2 separate regions of the Anas platyrhynchos genome follow, and region 2 is linked to region 1. Evidence: chromatin contacts called from public Hi-C data. All regions are on one chromosome and are shown on one strand. Each heading gives the region's core, a stretch centred on a gene start, on an enhancer-like site or on the middle of the called end of the contact. The rest is flanking DNA. Distances are from core to core; before and after follow the strand shown. Region 1 holds the start of RAP2B (RAP2B, member of RAS oncogene family). Region 2 overlaps RAP2B (RAP2B, member of RAS oncogene family).

What was found. Hi-C and Micro-C count contacts between places; a contact is called where the count stands out from the background.
Region 2: a contact with region 1 is called in a Hi-C map of F1 follicle, with 1.6 times the contacts expected there. The contact joins the enhancer-like site here to the promoter of RAP2B in region 1. A contact is called at or near these places in 2 of 8 Hi-C or Micro-C datasets (F1 follicle and F5 follicle).

What each region holds. Positions count from the first base shown.
Region 1 is chr9:921,706-928,582 of IASCAAS_PekinDuck_T2T, forward strand. It overlaps RAP2B (RAP2B, member of RAS oncogene family), which reads left to right and starts at 2,438. Exons shown (of 15, transcript XM_072042588.1): 1 at 2,438-6,877. The coding sequence starts at 2,680. The coding sequence ends at 3,231.
Region 2 is chr9:995,617-1,002,493 of IASCAAS_PekinDuck_T2T, forward strand. RAP2B (RAP2B, member of RAS oncogene family) reads left to right here. Exons shown (of 15, transcript XM_072042588.1): 7 at 1-6,877. Among named protein-coding and RNA genes, the nearest start is that of ARHGEF26, 58 kb to the right of the region's middle. Within about 2 kb of position 3,880, at least 5 of the 8 cell types and tissues checked have an H3K27ac peak or open chromatin away from gene starts, as enhancers often do. A contact at or near this core is called in F1 follicle and F5 follicle, where this site is marked.

The DNA.
Region 1 (6,877 bases), core at 1,188-3,687:
CATGGTACTGAAACCTTTGATATCATACATGCTGTTGATTTAAACTACAAAAGTTTAGTCTTTTACTATAATTAATGAAATTCATTTTGGGGAAAAGAAAAAAGAGTGACCAACAATGCTTTATAGTTTTAAGGTGCTGGTACATGTATGGGCAAAGGCAACTATAACAGGAAAAGTTCATGACTTGATCTTTCTAAATTACGCAGAGAAATAATCATTCGGTAAAACTACTCACACAAATAATGAGCAGGTTTACTCAACACAATAAAAGCTAGTTATATATGTAAATATTGCATGGTAAACTACTTAGTAACCAAATTTATACTTTTAAGATGATTTCTACTTTGACATTTTCAAGATGTCAACAGCATAAAGACCAGTTTTTGCTTTGAACATAAAACATTTCCCTCAGAAATGACAGCAATGAACAGCATCACGAAGAATGAAAAAAATACATATACTGAAATTTTATTCTGTCCCTGAAATAAACAAATGATTCAACAGTGAATTGTGATTAAATGGATTGGATTTAAGCCAACGTTACAATTGTCTGGTCTTTACAAAATCTTCTGCTGCCATGTCAGTGGAAAGTGCAGTGTAAGTAATTTACATGTGGGATGCTGTAGAGGTGATGGAGGTAAACAAATCTGTATGGTACCCAAAACCTTAGAGTAGCGCAAGCAAAGTATGTCAGCAGAACAAGAAAATACTGTATTTTCTCAGTGATACTGTAGACTTTCAACCAATTTTTGTAGCTGCTTTTAAAGATAACTTTTCAAACAATGGCTGGTTGATGACTGGTTTTGGCTGGCTTAGCTGAAGGTGGAAGTGCGCTGTGAGGATTAGATGTGCTAGCCCCACCTCTGGAGTACCTCTAGAAGGGGGAGTCATACAGACAGCGAAATGAGGAACAGGGAGAGGTGGGGATTAAAAGCCTCATTCCGGGCTCAGTTAGTTTGTTTCCAAAACCAACATTTCTGCATGTCCATGCAGGAGGTGAGCAGTGGTCGAGGCTCATTCGGGAACATGCAGTTAGAGGTGCTCACAGAGGAGTATGTCACTTTTTCAAAGTCCTCTGGAATAAAATGGCCTTAGGTTTGTCACAAGTTAAGGGTAATGCGGTAGGTAGAGTCTAGAACAGAAAGGCAGCCGAAGCCCAGTCCTCGGGATTCAATATCACGTAAAACATTCACTGGTTGATCTGTAGAGCTCTGTGCAGCGACCTAGCTGAGGGTCAGCCTGCAGGTGACACTTTGCCGACGGGCAAGAAGACTGCACCCGGGAGGAACCAGGCGGAGGAGGCCTGGCACACCGGCAGCCTGTCTGGGGACTCGGCAGAGACAGGCACAGGGCATGACCTACACCTACAAAACAAACGCGGAGCGTGCCAGGCTGCAGCTACACGATGCGTTTAAGGAAGTTGTGGCCCGCCACTTCTCTTCCACCCTGAGTGACTGCGACACCCTTTATCTGCAGTCACAGCAAGCCGTGGGCGCGGGTGTCCTCAGCACAAACGGCTGGAACTGTCAGCAGCCCCACAGCCGGGCTGGCAGAACACAGCTTTTGTCCTCACGGGGAGATGTTTCATTGCAAAGACCCACACAAACAGCACAGGGGTGTCATTGAAGCTCCTGCAGGGATGGGATTGCCAGAGTCGCAGCTCTCCCCTGAGGATCACTGGAGATGCAGCGCAGCCAGACCCAGCAGAGCAAATCCCCATAGTGAATTCTGGCAAAAATAATTTAATCGGAATGTAGCTGTGTGAGAACTGTCTGGTAGTAAGAGAATGCTGCTTGCAGTTTATTTCAAATAGTTCTGTCTTTGTCTGCCAAGGCCTGTTGCACCAACTACTGTGTTTAAACTAGATTTGTAAGCACAAAGGTGTGATAAAAAGGCCTCACACGCCACAATTATCTGAAGAAAGACTGAGAACAGTGAAGAACTGGATACAGTGTAAAAGCAAGGAGCAGAGGGTGCCAAAAATAACTGCGGATATTTTATTGAAAGGAATGCCGGATTGATGTGAGGGTGACTTCTACCAACAGCGGCAAGCAGCCAGCGCCGGGACTCAACCCCACGCGGCGGGATGGCTCTGAGCAGGCCATGGGCCGCCGAAACAGCGACACGGGGCAGCTCCGGAGCCTCCCGGGCCGGGGGGGCACCACCGCGGGGAGCGGCCCCGGGAGGGCCTCGCCTGTGCCCGGCCCAGCCCCGAGGGCACGGCGACCCCTGCGGAGGGCCGATAGGGGCGGCAGGGGCGCTGCCGGGGCCGTGCCCGGCGATAAGGGGCGGCCAGGCCGGGCAGCCCCGGCCCCTTCCCCGCCGCCACCGGGGGGAGGCGGAGCGGGGCCGTGTGGGCGGGCCGCGGGGCGCCATGGGCGGCGGGGCCGGGCGCGGCCGCTCGGCGCTTCCCGCTCCTCCTCCTCCTCCTCCTCCTTCGCCGCCGCCGCCCGGCCCCGGGGCGCGGCGCTGCCGGGCTCGGGGCTGGCCCGCAGCGGGCCCGTGAGGCGCGGCCGGCCCCTGCCCGCCCCGGCGGGCCCCGCGGAGCGCCCCTCCCTGCCCGCCTTCCTCCTCCTCCTCCTCCTCCTCCTCCTCCGGCGAGGGCGGGCGGAGGGAGGGAGGGAGGGAGGGAAGCGGCAGCCCCGAGCGGGAGGCGAGGGAGGCGGCGCGCCGGGAGCCATGCGGGAGTACAAGGTGGTGGTGCTGGGCTCGGGCGGCGTGGGCAAGTCCGCCCTCACCGTCCAGTTCGTGACCGGCTCGTTCATCGAGAAGTACGACCCCACCATCGAGGACTTCTACCGCAAGGAGATCGAGGTGGACTCCTCGCCGTCGGTGCTGGAGATCCTGGACACGGCGGGCACCGAGCAGTTCGCCTCCATGCGGGACCTCTACATCAAGAACGGGCAGGGCTTCATCCTGGTCTACAGCCTGGTCAACCAGCAGAGCTTCCAGGACATCAAGCCCATGCGGGACCAGATCATCCGCGTCAAGAGGTACGAGCGGGTGCCCATGATCCTGGTGGGCAACAAGGTGGACCTGGAGGGCGAGCGGGAGGTCTCCTTCGGGGAAGGCAAGGCGCTGGCCGAGGAGTGGAGCTGCCCCTTCATGGAGACCTCGGCCAAAAACAAAGCCTCGGTGGACGAGCTCTTCGCCGAGATCGTCAGGCAGATGAACTACGCCTCGCAGCCCAACGGGGACGAGCAGTGCTGCGCCGCCTGCGCCATCCTCTGAGAGCGGCCGGCGGCCGGGGCTGCGGGAACAAAGGTCCGCGGCGGCCGGCACCGAGCTCCGGGACCGAGCACCGGGCACCGGCACCGGGCATCGCCGCCGGCACCGCCACCGCCACGGGCACCGGCACCGGCACGGCCGGGGGGCGGGCGCGGCGCCCCGGGCATCCGCGGGGGGGAAGGAAAAAAAAAAAAAAAAAAAACACTTAAAAAAAAAAATCGCGTTGGAAACGTGGCTTTTCGCAGCATGTACGTTCATCCAGTCTCCACCGTCGCGTGTTCCCTGTGGTGTCTGCCGCAGCCGGCCGTGGGCAGCGGGACCGGGAGGAGGCCGCGGATCTATGCAAAGCGGGCACCGCACGGCCACCGGCACCGGCGTGCGGCGCCGGGAGGCGTCTGCTGATCACTTGTGAAATAATTTTCTATTTTGTTTACCTGCTGTATCAGATGGGAGTTTGCAGAGAGTGGTAGCGTGTTGTTTTATTTTTTTTTTCCTTTAATCAGCTGTGAAAATGTTACAAATCTGCACAATTTTTTAGGCGTGCGTGTGTGTGTGATTTCGTTTTTATTTTGCCCTTTGGCGGGTGGGAGCGGCGGTGTTTTGGTTTCTAGGGTTTTTTCTTTTTGGGTTGGCAATAACTGATTTTGATGACTAGCTCTCTAAAAAGTGCAAAGACTTCCTAAATGCGATACAGGGCCAACAGCAGCCCTGTGTCTGTAGAGTGCCTTCAAAACTCAGCTGTTCCAGCCGGTGCCAACCTGTGAAAGCTCCACAGAATCCCATTATCTACTACTCCAAAAACTACTTAACAGTTTCCTTTCAGTAATCATACTGAACAAGCCAGGACAAAAGGGCCTATTGTTAGTGGAATTTATTTCTTATTTCCATCTGAGCCTTTTAACTGTAATTTCCATGTCTTGCAAGTTCGGGCTTCATTTACTTCAAATTTGCAAGAATTTAGCCTTTTGGGATTTTGGGGGTGGGCTTTTTTGTTCTTTCAGTTTTTATTTTATTATATTTTATTATTTTCTAAGTGTGGGATGTACCTCCAGCCAGCAAAGAAAGAAACCTTAACGTTGTGATGTACCAAGAAAATTCTAACAACTGTCATTTTGTTTCCAGACATGCGTTTAAGAGATGTCTATCCATTTTCAGAATTTTAATACAAATGCTGTTTTTTAGAAAACAACTTTGTGCGCTTTTATGTATTACACAAAACACTTTCACATAGGCCGTTAATCCCGATTTATATTGTAATAGATGCAAAAGTGGCGGGGGGGGGCTAGGTTTAGCTAAGGACAGCGTTTAAAAAAAAATAGACAAAAAACAAGCCCCAAGATTACTAAATATTGGGTAAAATAACAATTGGTGATGCAGCTTTTCATTTGTGTTTGGGTCCTGGGGCTGTGTGATGCCAGCATGCGCGTGGAACGCTGTGGGCAGTGGGCAGCTTTAGGAGGGTAGCGCGGCCTCAGTGGGAAAACGTCTTGTAAGGTTGGGAACTTATCCTTTACTAGGAACAGGTTTACCAGGAAGAGCAGAATTCTAAAGATCAATTATTTAAAAATTTAAACTTTTAATCTTGCTACATTTTAACTCTTTGAAATTATGCATCAAGACTATTGCTACTTCCCTCCAATGAGGAAGGATTGGGGTGGGAGGACACCTGTACCTTCTGTGATTTGGAAGATCTAGGGAGTTTGTTTACCTCCATTACCTTCCTCTCTTAGCCCCTTCTTTAAAGATTAGTACACAAAAAACCACAGTTCTTTTTCTGCATCCCAAGAAGACTTGAAGTTATCTATATGACATGGAAACAGAAATTAAGCAATGGTGTGTAAAGGTTTTTTAATTAGGCCAACTGAAAACAAACCGCCTTGATGTCTGCCATAAATCTGATCATTTCCTCTTCTAACTAGGAAAGTTTTCTGCTTCAACACTGGAAGGAGTGGTTTTAGTTTTAGCTTAATTCTAAACAGTGAAACCTCAGTGATTGAAATTAAAATGATAATATTGTGTTCCAGTTGGGGCTTGGATATTGATCTTAGCAATATGCAGTATCTCCTGAAAATTTGGATAAGAGTATGTTCTGAATATTAGGGGCTTCTTTTAACAAAAAATACTGTATTGAAAATGATGAAAGCTTGATTGCAGGCATATCTTGCACTGAAGTTTTAAAAATACAATTTGCCATAAATTTATGTCTCAGCTATTGTGATGGTCCAATTTTGCCTTAAATTCAGTGGGATTATATATATATTTCTAGCACCTAACAAGCCTTGCTCCAGATCAGTGTATTGAAAGCAACTCACTCAGCTTGGTAAAAGCAGATACTCATTCTGTTCTCCACAACAGGTAGCAGAGTATTCATGTTTTGTAGTGCCTCCTGTTCGCCTATTGCCTGTGTTGTGATTGAGGAGTGATGCAAAAATGGGTGTAAGTAGCACACAGTGGGGCGTGAAGTCCAGTTTTCCTTAGCCTAACAGAGCAGCTGAAGGCAACTTGCTAAATTCTGGATTATGACTTTTTTTTTTTTGTAGATATACTCTAGTTCTTGCCAAAAAGGTGTGTTTGTCAAACAGTGAAGGATTTAAAAAAAAATCAAAAAAAAAAATATGGCATGGGTCTAATCAGAGTTTTGAATGTATTTAGATGTTCAATGTTCTCTATGACTTGGTGAGGACAGTACAAATAGTTGAGCTCAGTAGTCTGATCTTCCAAATACCTTGAAGTGTTTTGGTGCTTGTTAAACGTAGGCCTTGTCTATAAAGTAGAAAAAAAAAAAAAAAAATACTGCTTTAACTTGACTGAATAATGAAAGCTATATTTGCTTCTACACTAGAGGAAAATATTGTATCAATATAAAGGTACTCTTATTTCTTTTCCCTGTGGGAATATGTTATACCAGTGTCAATATAAAGGTGGTATATAGCTCTTTTCACAGTGAGAATTGCAAAAATTTAATTGGTTTGGAAGAAAAATTACATGCCCAGCCAAAATACTTCCTGACAGTCCAGAAATCATGTAAACAAGGCCTTAGTTTAAGGCTGGTCCTATGGCCACATATTTTGCTGTACATTATGATTGTATCTTTAAAAATCCAAGCTTGTTCTATCGCAAGGAAGCATGCCTTTGAAATGCCAGTCTCTGTGATTGTAACTGTGCAGTATTTTAAACCTCATTTTCAATACAGTTGTGGTTCTTCTCAACGCAGTGCTCAGGCTTTATTGATGCTTACAGTTCTGCAGACCACGGTACGTTCTGTGGCTGTGGGGTTCCTTGGTGGTTCTGCTTCTCTCAAAAGAATGTTTGGCAAGTTTTTTGCAAAGGGCATTTTGAATAAAGGGCAGCTGGCTCTTTATGACTTCTTCATCTGGATGCTCCTTGCATGCAGGTGTTGTTAAGTATCAGATTTCTTTGAGGAGTGACAAAATGCAAGAAATTCCATTTTCTTTAAGAGTTTTATGTGAAAAGGAGTGGCATATGTGTCCTCTTGAATCTGCTGCCATTCAAATTAATGGACAGCTCCTGTGATGGTAAATGGAAAGCGTTTGGAGCTGTACTGCTTGCTATTAGAAGCTGTCTTACTTTCCAGATTTGTATAGCAGGCAACCCAAAAAAACATCTTGACAGACCTTCACTGTACCCT
Region 2 (6,877 bases), core at 2,630-5,129, 75 kb after region 1:
AGACAGTTAAAAAAAAATCCATTTCTTCTGGGAAGGAATATTGATATTTTGGTCTCAAGATACATTTTTTTTCTTCCAAAATATCTGATGGTCATGATCTTGTGAAGGCCTAATTACTCTCGTATCTCAATGTTTGGAGGCTTCAGCTGAGATCAAGATCCTGGTATACTGTGCCCTGCATAAACCTGGAAATCAAGGCTGCCAGTCCATCTGTGTGTGCTACCTGAGAGACAGCTTAATAAAAAAAAAATTGCTAATTTAATTGTGGTTCAGGTGATCGATAAAATCAGAGCACAATTGATCCATGGCAGCCCTGCTCGATGTCCTTCCACTTGGAGCTGTTTTCCTAATTGGCGGACACGGGCCGTTTGATCTCGGTTATGTAGTTCCCCCGGAGCAGAGCAGATGTTTTCCAGAAGTCAGATGGTCAGATTGCTTACTACCAAGCTAGCAAAGCAGAGCAGAGCCTTTAGATGTCAGCCTGCAGGTTACACCCTGAGCAGGGGTCGACCCGCTGTGCTGGAAGTGCCCCTTTCCCTGCAGTTCCTACCAAGCACTGCACTGCGGTGGGTGTGCTGTCCAAGAGCCTGTCCAGCACCATCCTCCTGCAGGCCTTCTGCTCCTTCTGACCCCAAACATTCTTGGAAAGTGCCGGTTTTGTGGTGGCTCTGGGATGTAGTCACCAAGTTCATTTTGCTTAGCAGGTACAGAAGTGTTCATCTTGGGTGCAATGCTACGGAGCACCTGCTTCTTGTACCCTCCCAATTTGAGTGGAGATTTCAAACAGTCATGTGTTGTATGATGTTTTCAGGTAGCTAAGCAGCTAAATAGCTGAAAAATGTTGGGTTTAAACTGCTTTTTCTTCTTCTCGGAGTTAAATTGAATGACTACTTCAACTCCTTTATATGTAAGCCAGAGATATGACTGTGCTGTCACAGTAGACGGAGGATTAATGAGTCATGCTGATAGCATGGTTGGAATATGCTGTTTGGAAGACAGTAAATACCCAAGATGAACTTGAAATGATCTGAAGTTAATGCTCTGAGCAGGCATTCTTCAGGCTGTACTGGTCACATAGTGATGTTACGCCTACTTGCAGCAGACGTGTCAGGTTTGGCAGAGGCCTCGGCTCCCTGCACTGCCAGGGCAGGACTGAGCTCACTGCGGTTTGAAAGCTGGCTGAGTCCCGGCTGTGCCAGCTGCAGCGTGCCACTGGAGCGAAGGCTTTTCATCATGTCTGTTCACCAGTGTGGGGGTTTTGTTTAAGATCTGGAGGTGTGAGCACAAAGGGATAGAGGTGATACGCTCATCAATGCCATTTTGTTGTCAGAAATGGGGACCTGTAAAAAGGAAAAACAACAACAAAATTAGATGTTCCTAAAACAGGGAGTAATTTCTGTCATCCAGAATGTGTTTTGTTGTTTTTTTTTTCAATAATACAATGTCAAAAACAGTGTTAATGACATTCTGATTTTTTTAACCCTTCAGCTGCAAAGATCCTATCTTATATTGATAAGGAAATGGGGGATTTGCAGTGACAACTCAAAAGTTTGTTTTTTACTCTCCTATTTTGTTTTTATATAATCTTTGCTTACCTGTTTGTAAGTAGATACAGTAATGGGTATTTTGCAGAGGAAGTGTAAAATGAGTACTTACAAAGTATTTCCAGATCTTTGAATTAAAGGCATAGGTACTGTATTGGTGATCATATACAGCAAGTCTGGTGGCTTCAGCAACTTGTAATTTTCTATTAATTTCAATGCATACTAATATAGTGTATGAACACCTCCTTTAAATTGCTTTGAAATACCTCTGCTGTTATCTCCTGTTCCTCTTTCATTTACTCTTTGAGGTCAACATGAAGGCCAGCGCTAAACTGCATTGGAGCAAACATATTGTTACTGCCTTTTGCTTGGACAACAGGTGGAGAATAAAGGAGGGAATGAAGTCCTGCAGAGCTGGAATACATTTATGCATGCAGACTGGCTGGTCAGTAATCAGCTGAGTCTGGAAGTGTTTCCTTTAACCTTTGGTAAACTGTTCTCCATGGCCACCAGTACGTGCCCTGCACAGCGCTATCACCAAAGGCTTCTCAGAGCTGTCTGTACATACCGTCCCCTCTTCTTTGTCTCTGAGAAAAAGTAACATAGTGATGATTAAAAATCTCTACTAATGGACGAATTTCAGCAAACAATCAGCTCAGTCACATAATTGCTTTCTGACGGAGAGTCTCATGGACGTGTGGTGCTCCTCTGAGACCTCGGGACTGGCCGTCCTTGTCTGCAGCACGAAGTGCTTTTGTTAGTTCTACTTCATTTCCCTTCTCCTGGCATGATTGCTTGTTATTTAACATGTCCTCAGGCAAGCTGGCTGCAGAAATCTCCCTGACCCACCTGCTTGCTGGGCAGTCCCACATGAGGAGCCTCACGGCCTGCCTGCCCTGCTGGGCTGGGGACCCCCAGCCGCCTGCGGCAGCAGCTTCTGCCTGGCTCTGCGCGCTGCCTCCCGCCGCAGCGCCCGAGCTGCCAGCCCGGGACGAGTGCCAAGCTTTCTGCAAGGCTCCCTTCCAGACATCTGCCATCCCCACCCACCCTGACTTAGGTTTCTAACCCTGCAGGCTTTCTTCTTTTCAGGTTTCCACTGAATAAAGTGTAAAGATGTGACATCCTGGTACTTTTTCGTGGTACTCTCTAACTTAACAGAGCAAATTGTGGGTCCAGGACTGACTTTTCTCGTTTTGTGCTGGCATCTTTATTGCTTTGGCACCATTTTCTACCAGTGTATTAGATTTGTCAGTTCTCTCTTAGCTGTTGTCTGCTAGCTGTTGTAGATGTGACTGACTGCTCACTTCATTCATTATCTCAATTGCAATTATAATCAACCAATAAAATGTAGTCTGGATTTCCACACAGTGCTCTGCACAGCCACATTCTGGCACACCAGCGTCCTGTGCAAGTAACGTTAGGTGTCACTCAGGTAGCACATTGCTGTTCTGCCACTGGGTGTATCTCTCAGTTAAATAAGCAGCTGTAAAGGATGGGAAAATGTTCTTCACAATGCTCATAGTTGCCCTACTTGCCCCTTGAAATTACTATTTACACATCAGATTCTGATTCTCAAGTGATTCCAAAGCTTTTCTGCTTCAGTAGGAAAGATGTCTTTTAGACATGACAAGTAAGGACATGAGGCAACCATAAAATGCTGCAAGGCAAGGGCTGCAAAAGCCATGCCAAGCTGAGCAGAAGCCTAGGACAGTGGGGTGCAGACCTCAGGCCCTGCTCAGAGGATCACTTAACGCCATTGCAAAATGAGTTTCTAATATGAGCACTGTTGTTTTATTTTATTTTTGAAAAGGTAAGGAGGTCATCCTGGTTTTGTTAACACTGGGTTTGAAATCCCAATATGAAACAGCATAAGGCTCTTGATAAATAGTGTTTCCATGTTAATACAGCTGTGTGGAAGAATACCTTCTGTTTTGAATGAATGTGCTCAAAGTTGAGCCACCTGAATTCATGGCGGTCCAAATATTAGGAAAGTTGAGCTCTTCAGGTGAGGGATTTGCATGCCATTTGAATAATCTGGTGTAAGTGTTCGGTGGTGGTTAAGCAGCTCGATCTAGTGTGTGCATTAAGCCGAAGAGCCAGCTTTTTGTGTTAGTAACCAGCACACACAGCTGGTGCCTCGCTATTGCAGGAAGCGGCAGAGCATTATGGCAGTGGATCAGTGTACAGGTCCCGCATGAAAGTTTTCTCCCAAGTCCATTGTTTTTTCCTGTTGTGGCCCTCTGCCTGACACAAGTGCTGCTGTGACACACCGAGGTCTGACTTACCGCCTGCTGTCAGAGGAGCCCGCGCGCTTGTGCTCCCGGCTGAATCCATGACTGCATTTCCTGACAGACCGCGCTGCTGCGGGTGCCTGATAAGGTGTGGGAGCCTGATAAGCTCCGAGGCCTTGTTTCAAGGCTCCTGGCGTGCTGCAGGAATGAACTGTCTGGGGCTGATTGTTCCTGTATAAGTGAACATTACTCCAAACTCGACCCATTTCTCATTCTTGAATCGCATTTCTGGCATACCAGTGCTGTTCCATCACTGACGTGTAGGTGATGGAAAGCAATCATAAAAGCCAGCTGATGTGTGAGATGACTTTAGTAATGGACAGGGTAACAGACATATGTCTTGTTGCAATTTCAACTTTATCAGCTTTCTGTGTTTCGGGGCACATCAATCCTGGTCCTTAGACATGCATCTTAAGCATTTGCTAATTAGTTTTCTTCAGATGCAGCATCTCGCAGTTCCACAGGACAATCCAGCATTTACAGAGTACATTTCCTTCCTGTCGCAACATCCTGGAGCTGCTTCTTCCGAGACAGATTGTTGGAGTTTGTGCAAATGAAAGAACGTTCAGTGCTGCCGAAGCTGCCGAGACGCCATCCAGCAGCGCTGCCGGCTGCACGCGCCGCGCTCTGATCGCTGCTCCCACCTCCCAAAACCTGCTTGGAAAGCACCCCAGGAGTGCTTTAAAAATGTTAACACGTTGTCAGTCAGAACGTTGTCAGAGCTGTTCATTTGCCCTTTCTTGCTTACTTGGAGCTTAGAAATGATTAAAAAATGGAGCCGTTCCAGGAGTTTTTAAATACTGACAGTTTTTTCACTGCTCTCTTGTTCCCAGTGGGTTTGGCTGAACTTAAGAGCAGTGATCAGATGCATAGGTACTTGGAGTGCACAGCAGACCTTTCTGTCTGTTTTCGTATCTGTTTTGTGCTGGAACAGATCCTGCACATTGGTTGGAGTGCAGTTCTCTGCTAAGTGCAGCGTTTTTGTGGAGAAAACGAAAGCTTGTTCCAAGCTGTCAGATGCTAATGGGGATGCCGTGCCCATGGCCATTTGCTGCCTGGCTTTCCTTGCCACCCCCAGCATTCCCCCCCCACTTACCCTCCTCTGCCACCACTGATGGCCCTCATGCAGCCCAGTGCGTGCATTCCTTGGGCTCATTCTGTCATCTTTGTGTGCACAGAGATTTGCTTACCTTTGTAAAGCACTTGAGAACATGGCTGAAAAATATGAAATGGCCACAAAATATTGTTATTGAATATCCTTATGAGGACATTTTCCTGCATAATTATGTGCTGTGAAATCAGCATATGTACCAGCTGAACTAAAAGGGATTTATTCTTTAGGAAGCTTCGGGATAATTGTTGAGATAGCAGTGGTCACTGTAAAAGAAAAAAAAAATAAGAAAAAAGACTTTATTTAAACAATGGTTTTACTGCCAGCTCATGTCTTTTCTAGGTGAATCCACACAGTGTTTTTGTCACAGCTGTGGAAGAAGCTCTGAAAAATCTAATAAATTGCTCTCTCACATTAAAGCATATTCACCCTGCTCTGATGCTTCTCAAGCTCAACACTTGAAGGAACATCGCCGAGTGATTGTTCAGGAACAAACGTGATCTTCAGCAGGGTACCAAGGAGACTCCACCACACGCTCTGTAAGGGTGAATTTGTATTCAGTGTGCATCAGCTCCACTTTCCAACCCCTAACTGCGAGAGTGGGGCTGGGCTCCCACGTTGGGTGTGTGGTAAGGAACAGCGCGTGCTGTGTTTGTTGTTTGTGTCACCGATAACTGCCCAAGGAAAATAACTGGTTCAGATGGCCCTGAGCAAGGGGTTGTGCTAGATGACCTCCAGACGTCCCTTCTGACCTAAATTATTCTACTTCTGTGTGCAGCCATGAGCTGGCTCCAGAGGCCGGAAAGCAGGATGATGGCCCAGAGATACGGCCCAACCTTTCTCCTCTGCTAAAGGCAGATGTGCAGGTAGGGCAGGAGATCTCCACACTACACAGTCTGAATGTTCTGGAACTGTTAAAACAGTTTCCTGTGCCAAAATAATTTGAAACTACATATTTGAGCATTATAGCTAGTAGCTCTTGCTCTGTTTGTCTTCCTCCCTTCCCTTCCAAGGGAAAACTTGAAAACATGTTTTGTTTCCTTAGGGAAACTTAGAGGATTTATTTTCTTTTTGCTGAATTTTAAACTTAGCACTCAATTTACTCAACCAAAGCATCAGAAGATACCCAAGTTAATGTGAAAGGACAGTCCAAACTATCTCACCCTCTTTCCTAGGCCTGCTTTCATATAATAACTAGCACTAAAACCTCTCCGTATGTTCCAGCTTCAGTTGTCAGAGCTCCTTGCTGTCTGTGCTCTGGAGACATTGGAACAGATGGTGATGGAGCTGTGCCACATGCAAGGTTTGCACATGCGAGTTTCTAAACAGACGAATCACATGAAAATGGAAGTATATGCTAACTGTGACTGCTGGGTGGCACTGACTAGGAGCCTCTCTCAGGTGTTTGCAGAAAATACTGCTCCCACTGTCAGCGAGAGTTCAGAAAAAAATCAGGACAGCTGCAATTCCAGTAAAAAAATAAAGACAACGATCAGTAGTTTGATACAGGACAGACGCACGCCTTGATCCTAAACCCTTTTGCCATTGCAAGTTGGTATTACCCATCATATGGCTATTAAGGTTTCAAAATTGTGAAAGCTAGTAGGAACAACTTCTTTGAAACAAAATCATTCTGTGTTTGTTTTCACCCTTAGAGAACAGCTTTCTCTTAAGTGAAAAGCAAGAGTTACAATTTTTTACGTTTCATCTTGCGTGACAGACTAGGCTCCTTGAGAATCTTTGCTGAGGGATCTCAAGAAAAGCATTCTGAAAAAGCTCAAACACTTTATTGTCTGTGCTACATCCTTACCGATGAAAAAACTCAACCATATGTGAAACATGATTTTCTTCTAAAAAGCTTTCATAAAGCTTGACCCATCTCTGATACCTGTTTTATCCATCTATCTGTTAATGCTCTCTGTCCACTGCTG